2 separate regions of the Mus musculus genome follow, and region 1 is linked to region 2. Evidence: chromatin contacts called from public Micro-C data. All regions are on one chromosome and are shown on one strand. Each heading gives the region's core, a stretch centred on a gene start, on an enhancer-like site or on the middle of the called end of the contact. The rest is flanking DNA. Distances are from core to core; before and after follow the strand shown. Region 1 holds the start of Eif4h (eukaryotic translation initiation factor 4H). Region 2 overlaps Gtf2ird1 (general transcription factor II I repeat domain-containing 1).

Region 1 (6,626 bases), core at 4,081-6,580, 200 kb after region 2:
TGTTTCGGAGCCAGAGTCTAACTATGTAGTCCAAAGTCATTCATCTACTTCAGAATCCAAAGTAGCTAGGACAGACATTCATGTCACCACATCAAGTTTAGGAATACTTCAATTTGCACTTTCAACAATCCCAGTCCCTGCGGCTAAGATTAACCCCCATCTAATTCTCCTGCTTGATGGCTTTTAATTAAGCACCCAGAAGCCTTTGCTGCAAATGTAAAATGTTACAAAAATGTTTCAAATGTAAAACCAGAGCTGGAGAGATGGCTCAGCAGTTAAGAGCACTGGTTGCTCTTCCAGAGGTCCTGAGTTCAATTCCAGCCACTACATAGTGGCTCACAACCGTCTGTATTGGGATCTGACGCCCTCTCCTGGTATGCGGGATGTATATGCAACAGCACTCATACAGGAAATAAATTTAAAAAGTAAAATAAAATAAAATGTGAAACTAGTATTAGTATTTTTTATGGTCAATGACCAACAAAACAACCAGAAACTCTGGGCTGGAGAGCTGTGAAGGTTATGAGTACCTCTTTCAGAGAACTTGGGTTTGATTCCAAGCAACCACATTTGTCTGTAATTTCCATTATAAGGGATCTGGTACCTTCTTTCTGGCCTCTGTAAGTACACCCATGATGCACAGACATACACTTTGGCAAAATACCCATAGACATAAAATTAAAAACCCAAACCAAAACAACAACAAAAGTAGAATCCCCAAAAGACAATTTAGGAGCTGAGCCTGATGGTACATACCCACTATTCCTGGAGGCATGATGGTACTGAAGAGGCGAGGCAAGTTTCTGGTTAGCTCTGTCAACAGATCCCAGGCTAGCCAGGGATCCATAGAACAAAGCCAATCAAACATCTGGGTGTAGTGGTGCCCACTCCAGGACAGCCAGGGCTAAAAATGCTGTCTCAAGAAACAAAACAACTGGGCTGGTGAGATGGCTCAGTGGGTAAGAGCACCCGACTGCTCTTCCGAAGGTCAGGAGTTCAAATCCCAGCAACCACATGGTGGCTCACAACCATCTGTAACAAGATCTGACGCCCTCTTCTGGAGTGTCTGAAGACAGCTACAGTGTACTTACATATAATAAATAAATAAATAAATAAATCTTAAAAACAAAACAACTAAACCCCCAACTGAACAAACAAAACAAAACAGAGTCCATGCAAGAGTCAGCTCAGCACAATCGGCAGGCGGTGGTGACCCACACCTTTAGTCCCTGCACTTGGGAGGCAGAGGCAGGTGGATTTCTGAGTTTGAGGCCAGCCTGGTCTACAGAGTGAGTTCCAGGACAGCCGGGGCTATACAGAGAAACCCTGTCTCGAAAAAACCAGGGGGTGGGTGGGGTGGAGAGCACACTCAACTCTCGAGGACTGGGAATTCGGTCTTGATTTGCTTGAGAGCAATGCTTGCTCCCCGCTGAGGATGGATCTGCACATGGGTAGGCTTGAGGAAAGCCATGCTTTCAGCCCTCACTTCCTGACAACTGCAGGACCATAACACATCTACAAAACAGGCTTGGGTCCCTCCAAAGAGGTGCACCAGAGACTGCAATCCTGAGGCCTTAATGAAAGCTTTTGGACAATGTGTAACTCTGAAAGTCAGGCCACAGCTATCGCCCTCATGTCCTGGACCAGGGGAAAGTGCCTCACACAAATGATTAAGTACAAGATGATCTTCCCAATATATGCTGAGGCACCTATAAGGTTAAAGTACTGCAGAGCATAAAGATAACTGCTGATATGAACATCACCAATACAGCAATTAAAAGATCAATCACCAAAGATATCTAGTCACCTCTTCTACCATACTGTAAATTTTCAGCTTCAGAGAGGGGAGAACAAGACTTGGTTCAGTACTCAGCTGAGCTGGAGGGGAAGAAATGAGACTACAAAACAAAAAAATCCACCCAAAACAAGTCAGCGGAGGCAGATCTGTTCTTCTGTAAAACATAAAATAAAGACTTAGTGACGACAATCTTGGAATTTTTCACTTGGAATCCTCCTGCCTCAGGCTTCAGAGAAACCCTGTCTCAAAACAACAACAAAACAAAAATCAAACATCCCCTCACAAACAAGAAAGGAAAAAAAAAAGCACCAAAATGATAGAGACAGGTGAATGTTAGTCCAAAGTCATCCTGCCTACCGAGTGTGCCACAACCTAGGCTACAAGAGAGCCTACCTGCCGGGCAGTGGTGGCACACCCTTTAATCCCAGCACTTAGGAGGCAGAGGCAGGTGGATTTCTGAGTTCGAGGCCAGCCTGGTCTACAGAGTGAGTTCTAGGACAGCCAGGGCTACACAGAGAAACCCTGTCTTGAAAAAACCAAAAAGAGATCCTACCTAAAATAGAACAGAAAAGGGGGGGGGGTGCAAAGGGGGTACTCAGGAGGCAGGGCAGGAGGATCTCTGAGTTCCCAGCCTGGTCTACACAGTTCCAAGACAAGGCAGGATTCTATAGAACTGTCTCAAAATGCCTACCCCCAAGGGCCTGGGAGATGGCTCAGCTCTTACCAAGAGCATCAGCTATTCTACCAAAGCACCTACAGGGTGGCTCATAACTCATCCCAGACATCTCTTTAGACACCAGGAAAGGAGACATGCGCAGACAAAACACTCATACCAAAAAAATGAGTAAAGAAATTGAAAAATGTACTTCCATGTGAACAAGCCAGTCAAAATGCCTGGTACCCGTGATGCAGGCCTTTAAATCCAGTGCTTGAAGGTAGAGGCAGGAGATCTGTTTTCCAAGGACAGCCAGGACTACCTACATAGTGAGACTGTATCCCAAAAAAAGAAAACAACTTGAAAATTTCAATTCAAAGAGGTGTTAATAAGTAAAGGGACTTTCAGAACATCTTTTTTTTTTTTTTTTTAAAGATTTATTTATTTATTATATGTAAGTACACTGTAGCTGTCTTCAGACACTCCAGAAGAGGGAGTCAGATCTTGTTACAGATGGCTGTGAGCCACCATGTGGTTGCTGGGATTTGAACTCTGGACCTTTGGAAGAACAGTCGGGTGCTCTTACCCACTGAGCCATCTCACCAGCCCTTTTCAGAACATCTTTAAGGGATGCTTAAAGGAGTGTTAAGAATCGCCAGGCTTGGTGGCGCACGAGCACGCCTTTAATCCCAGCACTTGGGAGGCAGAGGCAGGAGGATTTCTGAGTTCAAGGCCAGCTTGGTCTACACAGTGAGTCCCAGGACAGTCAGGGAGGGCTACATAGAGAAACCCTGTATCGAAAAACCAAAAGTTAAGAATCTCAAATTAGCTTTGAGAGATCATCTAGGTAAATGGCTAACATTTTCATCTGCCTATAAGTATTTCAAATAAGTTGCATCTTGAGAGATTTGAATTTTTTTCTAATGTTTTAAAGTTATTCAAGGGTCTCATTTGTGGCATGTGCTAAGTCTAATGACCTTTCCATCATCATCAAAGGTTGGGAAGTTTGTTCAAAGGCGTTTTCTTCCCCTTTGAGATAAGACCTCACTATGTAGTCCAGGCTGTCTGAAACTTGGGTTTCTCCTGCCTCAACCTCTCTACAGTATGAGGATTCGAGTAGGAAAAAAAGAGCCCCTGAGCACATTTACTTCTTTCAAGTAGAGAAAAACAACCCAACCCAAACTGAGCATGCCGGCTCAGGCCTCTAATCCCACCACTGGGAAGGCAGAGGTGGGCTGAATTCACCTGGTCTGCATGGCGTGTTCCAAGTTGGCCAGAATTACATACACACCAAGACTCTATCTTTAAAACAAAAAAAACAACCCAATGGGACGTTAGTACAAATCCCATACCTAGAAAGCCATCCCCAAGGGTATTCATGCTAACATTTCATCCAACACCTATTTTTATTTTTATTAGCAAATAAAATACGTGTGGCTCCACCTTAGCCCCAACTTCCTCCTTCTGAAAGCATGAAGAGTACCCAGTACACTACTGCAACCAAACAAGACTGTGACTCACTCTCAAACCCAGGTATTTAAAGGTGATCATTCTTCACCTAACAAAAGACACTTTGGGGGCAGCCACCTAGGAAACCCAACACCTCAGTACAACTATTGTGATATTCTCCGGGCAAGTCACCTTTGCTGTAAAAAAGGATAAAAGCCAAGTGTGTCCTTGACAAATAAACAAGACGATTAAATTGTCCCATAAAACTCCTATAAGCTTAAAAAAAAAAAAGAAAAAAAAGCAAGTGGCTGATGCTTGTTTATTTCTATTGTTTGGCAGGAGACTGAATCCAAGATATGCTAGACAATCGCTCTGTGACTGAGCCACAACCCCAGCTGGTAACGTGTTATTTAAAAGGGCACAAACTATCCGGGCGCCCGTTTTTTGGAATTATGCACCAGGAGCTATCTATTCATCAGTAAAGGATTTAGGGAGGTGGGAGGAGGACTGGTTTTAAAGTATGTTGTCTTTATCTGACCGGAATCAGAACGAAGCGAAAGCGATTCCCCAGGTCAGGGAAGAAACTGGGAAGAAATCAACAATCTCCGCCAGCAGACACGTAGTATCTGTCAATAAGGCATTCGAAACGCCAGGGAGGCAGAGAGAAAGAGCCACGCACACTCCCCACTACGGTGGATTTGTTTTGGTTCAGGTCCCCGCTCCCTGTCTCCCTCGCTGGATCCGACGGTCCCAGCATCCAGACTCGAATCGGAAGGGAAATCGCCCCTCTCGCTGCCGGCGGGCCTCTCGCAGAAGCGACCCAGGGGCTCCGCCAGGCAGCGGGGACCCTGGAGAGGGGCAGGCCGCTTCCGCCGCCGCCGCCCGCTTCCGCGCTGCATCCCAGCCCGGAGCGCGCTGGGGAGAAAGCTGGACGCGGCGGGCGGGCACTGGTATCCCCGGGAAACCCTCCGGTGTCGCTGTGATCTAACTTTCCGACCGAGGCCCCGCAGGGTGCCGGGTCCGGGGCCGGCGCGGAGCCGAGGGCAGGATGTGCGCCGCGAGCAAGCGAGAGACCCGCAGCCTAACCGTCGCCAGCCGCTCCCGGAGCGCGCCATTTCCAGGCCTCGCCTCGGGCCTGCTCAGGCCGCTTCCCGCCGCCCGTCTCGAGTGAGCGCGGCAAGGCCGCCTCCCCCTTCGAACCTTTCGGCACTCCCCCCGGCCGAGCCGCTGGCCCGCCTGACCGCGCCCCGCTCGCCTCACCCTCTACCGCCGCCGAAGCTGCTGTAGGCCCGATCGTCGTAGGTATCGAAGTCCGCCATTTGCCGTCTCCGCTCCTTGAGGAACCAGCGGGCCAGCGAGGAAGGACCCCGCAATATAACTCCTCCTCCCCCCGCCCGCCCCGCTACCGGGGCTGTCCGCCGCGCTGCCTGATCGCAAGTCGCACGCACGCATGCGCGCGCCGCCGCGCCCGGCCTTGGGCCGACGGGGCCCGCTGCTGGCCCCGGCGCGCTCTGCGGCCCACGTGGTGCGGCGGCCGGCCCCCGGGGCGCCGCGCGCACGCTCTGCCCTCCCAGGCCCATTGTGTGCTAGCTTGCTGCTTTCACGCGTGGTTGCCTCTTACTGTCCTTGCCCCGCCCTGCCCCGTGGTCACCTACCCCTCGGGCGTTGTCTGTCACCCTGCACGCTGCTTTCTCATTGTCACTAGATTCAGTTTGGGTTTTGTGGAGCCCAGGCTGGCCTGGAGCTGGGGCGCTGTAGCTGAGGATGACCTTGAACCCCTAGTTTTGTTTTTTGTTTTTTTGGGTTTGTTTTTTTGTTTTTTGCTCTCTCCCTTTCTCAAGGGCTGGGGTGACAGTGTGCCACTATGTTGGGATCTCTGGTATCACGTTAGATTTATTAAAGTGCCCTAGGTCTGCCCCACTTGGTCCCACTTGGGCACAATTCTTCAGGACAAATGGTCCCTGGGTAAAGCTAAAAGGAAGACAACCTGTTCTAGGTAGAGGTCCCTAGATGACCAAGGGCAGAAGGCTTGTAAGTGAGAATGGTGTGTGTGTGTGTGTGTGTGTGAACAAGACGAAGTGAAATATCTTTGTTTTTGAGACCTGCTACAAACGACGTGGTGGTAAATATCTGTAATCCCTACTCTAGGAAGACTGAGACTGGTCTCCAAAATAAAATAAAATAAATAAAAAACAAAATAAATCTTATAAAGACAAAACAAATTGTATTCTCTGTCTGGGTATTGGGGAGGGGTGGTGAAGATGAGGCTGTTTGTAGTTGAACTGATAAGAGATTAGATATGTTTTATTTTTGCAGGAGTCTGCTCTGAAAAAGAAATTTTAAGGGTGGGCAGGTGGGCTCAGTGAGTGAGGATGTTTGTTACCAAGCTTGACCTGAGTTTGATCCCCAGGACCCACATGGTAGAAGATGAGTCTCTCTCTCTCTTTCTCTCTCTCTCTCTCTCTCTCTCTCTCTCTCTCTCTCTCACACACACACACACACACACACACACACACACATCTAGCGGGAGGACCAGGTACATAGACCCTGTCTCAAAAAAAAAAAAAAAAAAAAAAAAAAAAAAATTCAACCAAGATGGACAGCTCCTAAGAAGTGACTCCTAAATTAGGAAGTGGTAGCAAAGGCCTTTACTCCCCTCATTCTGGAGGCAGAAGCAGGCGGATCTATGAATTTGAGGCCATCCTGCTCTACAGAGTGAGTTCG
Region 2 (7,474 bases), core at 4,168-6,667:
CTTCAAAACAAAACAAAATAGGATCCCCGGAGATGGCCCTTGCCTCCAAAGCCCGATGGCGTGGGAACAATCCCCAGGACCGAGGTGGAAGAAGGAAGAGAATTCACTCCTCAGAGTTGCCCTTTGACCTCTATATACACACATGCAAAACCAAATAAAAGTAATTTTTAAAAAAATTTAGGGGCTGGTGAGATGGCTCAGTGGGTAAGAGCACCCGACTGCTCTTCCGAAGGTCCGGAGTTCAAATCCCAGCAACCACATGGTGGCTCACAACCATCCGTAACGAGATCTGACTCCCTCTTCTGGAGTGTCTGAAGACAGCTACAGTGTACTTACATATAATAAATAAATCTTTAAAAAAAAAAATTTAGAGTAAATATTTAACAATTAAAAACAAGAGACACAGCCGGAGCCAAGCGTGGTGGCACACGCCTTTAATCCCAGCACTTGGGAGGCAGAGACAGGAGGATCTCTGAGTTCGAGGCCAGCCTGGTCTACAAAGTGAGTTCCAGGACAGCCAGGGCTACACAGAGAAACCCTGTCTCGAAAAAAACAAAAAACAAAAAACAAAAAACAAAAAAACAAAAAACAAGAGACACAAACATCCAGGAGCGTGGCCTCACCCTCAGGACAAGAAAACAGAACGCTGGGCAAGGCCAAGGCCAGGAACCAGGCCCTAGGTTTTAGGTCCAGAATTCATGCCACCTTCTAGAGATACTGGGGCAGTGGAGTGGGGGGGGGGGGAGAAGGATGTGTTTCGGGTCTGGTTATTAGAAGTCCAGAATCCTAGGGGGTGCTACACAGCCCTCAAGGGCAAGGGGTCAGAGTCTCAGGGCAGAGATAGGTGTCCTTCCCTGTGTTCTGAGGCTTCAGTTCCTCAGAGGGACCCTCTGTCATGTCTCTCCTAGCTCCCCACCCCACCCCCGCCCCCGAGGCTCTGGTTATAGAGGGAGGGGTGCAGCTGCCCCGCGCCTGTCCCTAGGAGGGGAGGCCAGGCCTTGGTAAGCACAGTTCCTTTGGAGGGTCAGGTTTCCACCAGTTATTTAAAGCCTGGCTTCTGGCTCCTGGTCCCTGGCTCCTGGCTCCGGTTAGGCGACACTGGCAGCCGCCTGCGTGACCAGGATGAGAAATCACAGCGCTATCTGGGACCTGAGTGCCTATGGCAACTGGCAGCGTGGCCTTGGAGACTAATCTCCAGGCAGCAGGGCCTCTTCTGGGGCGGGTTACTGCTCCTCACAGCGCAGGCTGCCTCTAGCTGGGGAATGGATGGAGCAAGCCCCTGGCCTGGCAGAGAGGACATCTGGCCAGGTGCCTAGACATAGAACCTCCCACAACCATACCTTCTGTGTGTGCATGTGCCTACAGGCAACACACACACACACACACACACACGCACGCACACACACACACACACGCACACTCACATGCAAAGACAGAAATGGATGTCACACATGCAGCGACCATAGCCAGGAGCTCACACACACCACATCAGCATGCTTGGGCGTCAAGCTGGGAAGGGATATCTCTATGACAAGACAAAAACACAGACTACTGGGATTCGAACCAGTTTTTGAGGGTTTTTTTGGGGGGGGGGGTGATGTTTCGTTTTGTTTTCTGAGGCTGGGCCTCAGTCAGTTTAGCCTGGCCTCTAATTTTTGACGTAGCTGAAAAAGGACCCTGAATCCCCTGGTCCTCCCGGCTCATCCCCCTAAATCCTGGAGGACAGACATCTATCACCACATCAATACATGTAGCGCTGACGACGGGGACCCGAGGCTGGCTGCCAACTTGCTATGTAGCTGAGGATGACTTTGAACTCCTGATTCTCCTGCCTCAGTCTCCCCAGTGCTGGGGTTACAAGCACCAGCCATCTTTGTTCCTTTGACTACGACTGCACTCTGTCCAGGATAGAAGTGTAGTAGAATAGTGTAGCCTCCCCCAGTCTGAAGCAGGCTGGTTCAGACTCGGTTGCCACTGAGAATTAGATCACCTGGGGTGGAGCCTTCCTGCCTAGATGGCTCTATGCTGCTCTCCTTCAAGAAGTTGCTACCTGCTGAGAGGCCCCTGAGATATTCCGGAGACCACACCCTGTCCTGCACGTCATCACCTGCAGCTGGTTCCAGACACCAAGAATGGATGGGCGGGAATGGGCCCCCCCCCCCCCACTTTATAGACACAGATTGCTATTAAACATTTGAGCCTAGATCAGGAACCTTGACTTGGCCTCCTTTATTTCTCTCGACCGCCTAGTTTCTTTCAGTCCCCGCCTGCCACCCAGGTGTACCCGGTCCATGTGAGCCGCAGGCCAGCTCGCAACAGAGTAGGAATGTAGCTGGGCTGGCAGAATATGTCCCCAGCAAGCACAAAGCCCTGGGCTCAGTCATAAACTGGGCCTGGTTGAAGCCAGCCTGGGCTGTAGAAGACCTGACCTCAACAAACAAAAACCCTCAAAAGGCAAAATTAGTGGCAAGCAAGAAGCACAAAATGATGGGCGGCGATGGGGGGTGGGGAGGAGTGGCTCCCCAAAGGAGATGATGCCAGAGATGACCTCAGCAACGCGGTCATCAAGGGGGACGCCTGCCCCGCCCCAGCCCAAAGTACCCACCTCCCAGGCCACAGAGCCGAGCAGACTTTGAAGGCTTGCCAAATGACTGGCTGCCCAGGAAACCCAGCCGCCAGCCTGGGCCGCCCACGTGTCGCGGTCAGGGTTGAGCAGGGCAGCAACCTCGGCTGGAGGCTGGGCAAGTGGGTGAGGTGGAGATCAGGGTGTGCAGTGATGAGGTGAGGAGCAGGAAGTAGCGGGACAACCGAGAGTGGCCTTAAGGCCCTGGGACCAAGGACCTTCACGCCAACACAACAGGAAACACACAGAGAAGGGCTTAGAGCAGGTGCAATGTCCAACAGGACTGAGGGGTCATGGCTCATGTAAAGCTGCCTGAGAAGAGAAGCGAGGATGATGCCAAGCCTAAAGCAGACAGGAAGACGTCAGGACGGTGGTTTAGGGGTACACGGGGTCCTGAGACACCCAACTCAAACATTCACAGGGATACCAATACCCTGGGAAAGAAAGAAGGCAGAAGGGGAGAAGCTGAGCCTCTGATTGGATGCCCAAGGCTAAGGGGCCTCCGGGCAGGGCCCTGGGCTGGAGAGCTATGGGGGGTATCGCGGAGAACAAGGGATGGATGAGAAAGCGGCCGAGGTATAGAAAGAACAAGAAGGTGGAGTTAGGCAGGTAAAAGACTGGCCACTGAGAGCCTCGGAATGGCAGGTCAAAGGTCAGGAAAGATGTGAGGACACCAAAACCCTAGGGGGACAGGGACTTGAGAGGTCAACAGAGTGGACGGTAGAGGCTGTGAGAGTCATGGTGGGCTCCACGGAGCTTCCTTCTTTAGGAAGAAAAGCATGGTTTAATGAGACACGCACCACCCAGGGTTAAGAGGACCTTGCTTCCTGAAGCCTCCTACACGCCGAGTTGAAGACCCACGTCCAGTGGGGCGCCTGGACTCCACTCCCTTTTCACGGGCCCAGACACTGGTTAGAAATTCAGGTGACCACCTCAAAGCACCTCATGGCCAGTTTCTCCTACATTCCATCTGATGGGAAAGCAGTGTGGTGGTCTGACCCAAAAGCTTGATGTGGTAGAGATGGTGGTCCCAACCGACCTCCCTTCTCATTCTGACCACTGCGGATAGATGGCACCAACAACAGTGTCTGCTATACAACAGGTACTCACACATCAAGGGACAACCACAAAACACTGAGAGAAAAGCGCTGTTGGCCAATTCCTGTGTTGTGTGCACCCCCAGTGTACACATCAACAAACCAGACAGGCGCAGCAGTGCTAAGTCAAACAGCTTTGATTGACTGCTTGCTTGAGACAGGGTTTCAACTAGCCCGGGTTAGCCTCCCAACTTGCAATGCAGTGGAGGATGGCCCTGAACTCCTGATCCTCCTGCCTCCCCCTTACCAGGGCTGGGGTCACAGGTATATGACACTACACCTGGTTTATGTGGTGCTGTGAATGGAACCCAGGGTCCCCTGCCACTAAGGTAAGTACTCTATCAATGGAACTACACCCCCAGTTTGAGGCCAGAGAATTCTTATGGGGTCATCAGAATATAGGCGATCTGTCTTCAACTTAAATGGTTGTTGTAACCCCCCAGCCTGAAACAGGCTGATCCAGACTTTGACCTTGCTGCCACTAAGGAGATTACCTAGGGTGGAGCCTTCCTGCCCAGATGACTATTGTTCAGCCACTGCCACTGTTCTCCTTCAAGACACTACTACCTGCTGAGAGGCTGCGGAGCTATTCCAGAGACTACACCCTATCCTGCAGCTGGTTCCAGGCTCCAAGAATGGATTAGCAGGGGATGAGCCTCCCCCCCCCCCCCTTTTTAAGCACAGTTTTCTATTAAACATTTGAGCTTTGATCAGGAACCTTGACTTAGCTCCATTTTTCTCTCGACCGTCTAGTTCTCTCTCTTTCAGCTCCAGTCTGCCTCCCAGGTGTACCCCGTTTCTTGTGAGCGGCAGGTCGGCTCGCAACAGGTTGTATCTGAGTGACTGATGGCAGATGGAGTAGAAGGTGCCAGCATTGACATAAAAAGTCTTCCTGTAGATACTAACATTGCCTGGAATCACCCAGTGAGGGACTGGGATGTGGCTCAGTTGTAGAGCACCTGCCTAGAATCCCCCAGAGAGGGGCTGGGGGCGTGGCTCAGTGGTAGAGCCCCTGCCTAGAATCCTCCAGTGATGGGCTGGGGGCGTGGCTCAGAGCCACAAGCCTCTCCTCACAAGTTCCTCTCCTTACCTCAGCTGCTTCATGGCAGAGTATCAACAGATCTGGACATGGTGAGGGCTACATGTGAGGCCACACAGACAGCGGTCAGCGTCTGACACCAGGCTAGGCAACCTTAATTACTGAGCAACTGTGATAACCAAGTTCTCCCCCACCCCTATTGCTCTGATGTCAACTCTTGCATACTGTCCATGTGGCCTCCACACACAGGTAGAAGGAACAGAGCGGTAGATGAAAGCTTATCTTTTAGCTGGAAGCCCAGGAGACTCTGACTCCCAGCGGTAGATTCATGCTTCTCCACACTGGTATCCCAATATATTTATTCTGGTACAGGATGGATGTCAGGATGGAGTGCAGAAAAGCCAGAGTTGAAGCAGAGCCAGCCCCAGGGCGAGGCTGTGGTGGGAGGCCCTAGCTGGTGTCTCTGGAGACCCCCTGCCAGACGTAAACACGCCTTCTGAGAAGATCTAGGAGGTGGAGGGGCATCAGGTCCTTTCATGTCGGGAAATGAAGGCTGCATGGAAAACTGCCAAAGGCTCTGGGATGATCTAACCCTGGGCGCTGGCTGGGGGGGCGGAGGACGACTCACCCTTCCGAGCTGGCTGCCCCGCCCACTGCTGCCTGTCCTTCTACCCTCTGAACCAATGGGATGAGAGCGGAGCCCCCAGGAAAGGCTGTGCGGTGTGGATCAGGATACTTGGCTTCCACAACCTCAGTTTCCCTATCTGCAAACGGAACTTAAACTAGGAGTTAGTTATCTGAGGGTTCTCTTGGCTTCAGCCCCAGAAGGACAGCCTACAACCTTTTCTGCCTTAGTCTGATCTCTTCTACTATCTGAACCAATGTCACAACATTCTCTACAATCCTTCGGCCACGCAGTCCTGCTGACCGCTGCCCCTGGCTCTACCTGACCGCTCCACTCCCCAGCTCCTGCTTTGTCTGCTCTCACTCTAACCCCTATACGCGCCACAACATCCAAGAAGCTGCTCTTCATGGATTTCATCCCAGGTCCCACTTGCCCCGTCTCAGTCCTACGCCAGCCTACATAATGCTATGTGACTCCGATTAATTGGACAGAAACCCACGCTTCATGAGCAGGCTACAATTTCTAGGGCAGCAAAAGAAGAGCTTACGTTTTTATTTTACTTTTGAAGACAGTCCCACCCCGGCTGGCTCTGCTCCTGGTTTTTCGGTGACTGGATACTGATTACGGTGACCGGACGGCAGTCTGGGGATGAACAACTAGGAACTGAGCCAGCAGGGGTGAAATGGTTAAGTTTGGAAAAAAGCAATTATGGAGGGGCATTGACTAAGTCAGAAAGGATCCACCGGGTTCCAAAGAGATGCTCACCAGGAACCTGGGCTTTTAGGCCATGTGACTGAGGTCTGACAGGCACTGCTATATATCACTGGAACCTGTCAGCCTCCTACCTCAGTCTCTGGAGAGCTAGAATTGCAAGTGTGTATCAGCATGTTCCGATCCTTTAGGCTCCCTGCCCTCCTGAATTCCTCGGATTCAACTCAAGGCTAGCCAAGTATCTCACAGCTGAGCCACGCCCCCAGCCCCTCACTGGGGGATTCTAGGCAAATGCTCTACAGCTAAGTCTCACCCCTGCCCTGCCCTGCCCACCTTCCCTCCTCACACCCATGCTTAGAAGTCTTCAGAGTTCCTTGTAAATCATAAGTGGATGGGCACAGGAGGCTGGAGAGGTGGTTCAGCAGTTAAGAGCCCTGACTGCTCTTCCAGAAAACCTAGGTTCAATTCCCAGCACCCACATAGCAGCTCACAACCATCTGTAACTCTACCTCCAGGCGATCTGAGATACCCTCACACAGGCAAAACACCACGGCACATAAAATAGAAATAAATTATTGAGAGAGAGAGAGAGAGAGAGAGAGAGAGAGAGAGAGAATGGATACAGCCCATCAACTAGAGACACAACGCCTATACCAGAATAAAACCCAGGCAGCTGAGTGTGTGATTTGTGTCATGTGATGCCTCCCTCCACTGAGTTTAAGGGCACATAGAAAAAAAAGCTAGGGCTTTTGTTCCCAAGACTGCATGAACTCATCCCAGCATGGGACAACATCTAAGATAACCCATCTACCCCCATCATCAGAGTTTCCTGAGGCCCCTCCGGGAGGAAGCTTGTCCTGGGTGTTAGCCCCCTACCTATCAAGCTGTAACCACTGTATTTTCAGGGATTCAAGTGGGCATTAGGAGGCATAACAGTTCCTCTAGGAGACACCAGGGGTTTTGAAGAGTGAAACTCAGTAGCTCGCTCCCCTGTGGACCATACCCGAGATCTTTTCCTCCATGGGGAATTTTAGATGATGCTCTGACCAGTTTTATGGCTAGCGTCCCTTTCTTGCTTGCCATGGTTCAGCTGACGGCCTCTCAGAAGACTCAAAGCCATCAAGTAGTTAACCAACCCCCTGCAGTAAGTACAGGGGATCCAGTGGCAGGAGACAGGATCTCAAGTTGCTCAGTCTGGCTTTGAACTTGTTATACAACAGAGGCTGACCTTGAACTCCTGATCCTCCTGATTCACATCCTGGATGCTGGGATTACAGGGCTGCACCACCCATGTCTGGATTGACTTTCTATTCTGTGCTTTATTTTGTTTGAGACTGGGACTCACTATGTAGCCCGGGCTGCACTAAAATTTGCTAAGC

What was found. A called contact is a pair of places that touch in the nucleus more often than the background predicts.
Region 1: a contact with region 2 is called in a Micro-C map of embryonic stem cells, with 4 times the contacts expected there. The contact joins the promoter of Eif4h here to the enhancer-like site in region 2. A contact is called at or near these places in 1 of 39 promoter capture datasets (the HPC-7 cell line), 1 of 484 Hi-C or Micro-C datasets (embryonic stem cells) and 4 of 115 datasets of contacts at active chromatin or transcription factors (bone marrow-derived macrophages, embryonic stem cells and memory CD8 T cells).

The regions. Positions count from the first base shown.
Region 1 is chr5:134,634,079-134,640,704 of GRCm38.p6, forward strand. Eif4h (eukaryotic translation initiation factor 4H) reads right to left here and starts at 5,331. Exons shown (of 7, transcript NM_033561.2): 1 at 5,163-5,331. The coding sequence starts at 5,221.
Region 2 is chr5:134,434,959-134,442,432 of GRCm38.p6, forward strand. The region is part of intron 1 of Gtf2ird1 (general transcription factor II I repeat domain-containing 1); the gene reads right to left. Among named protein-coding and RNA genes, the nearest start is that of Gtf2ird1, 18 kb to the right of the region's middle. Within about 2 kb of position 5,418, at least 47 of the 459 cell types and tissues checked have an H3K27ac peak or open chromatin away from gene starts, as enhancers often do. A contact at or near this core is called in embryonic stem cells, where this site is marked.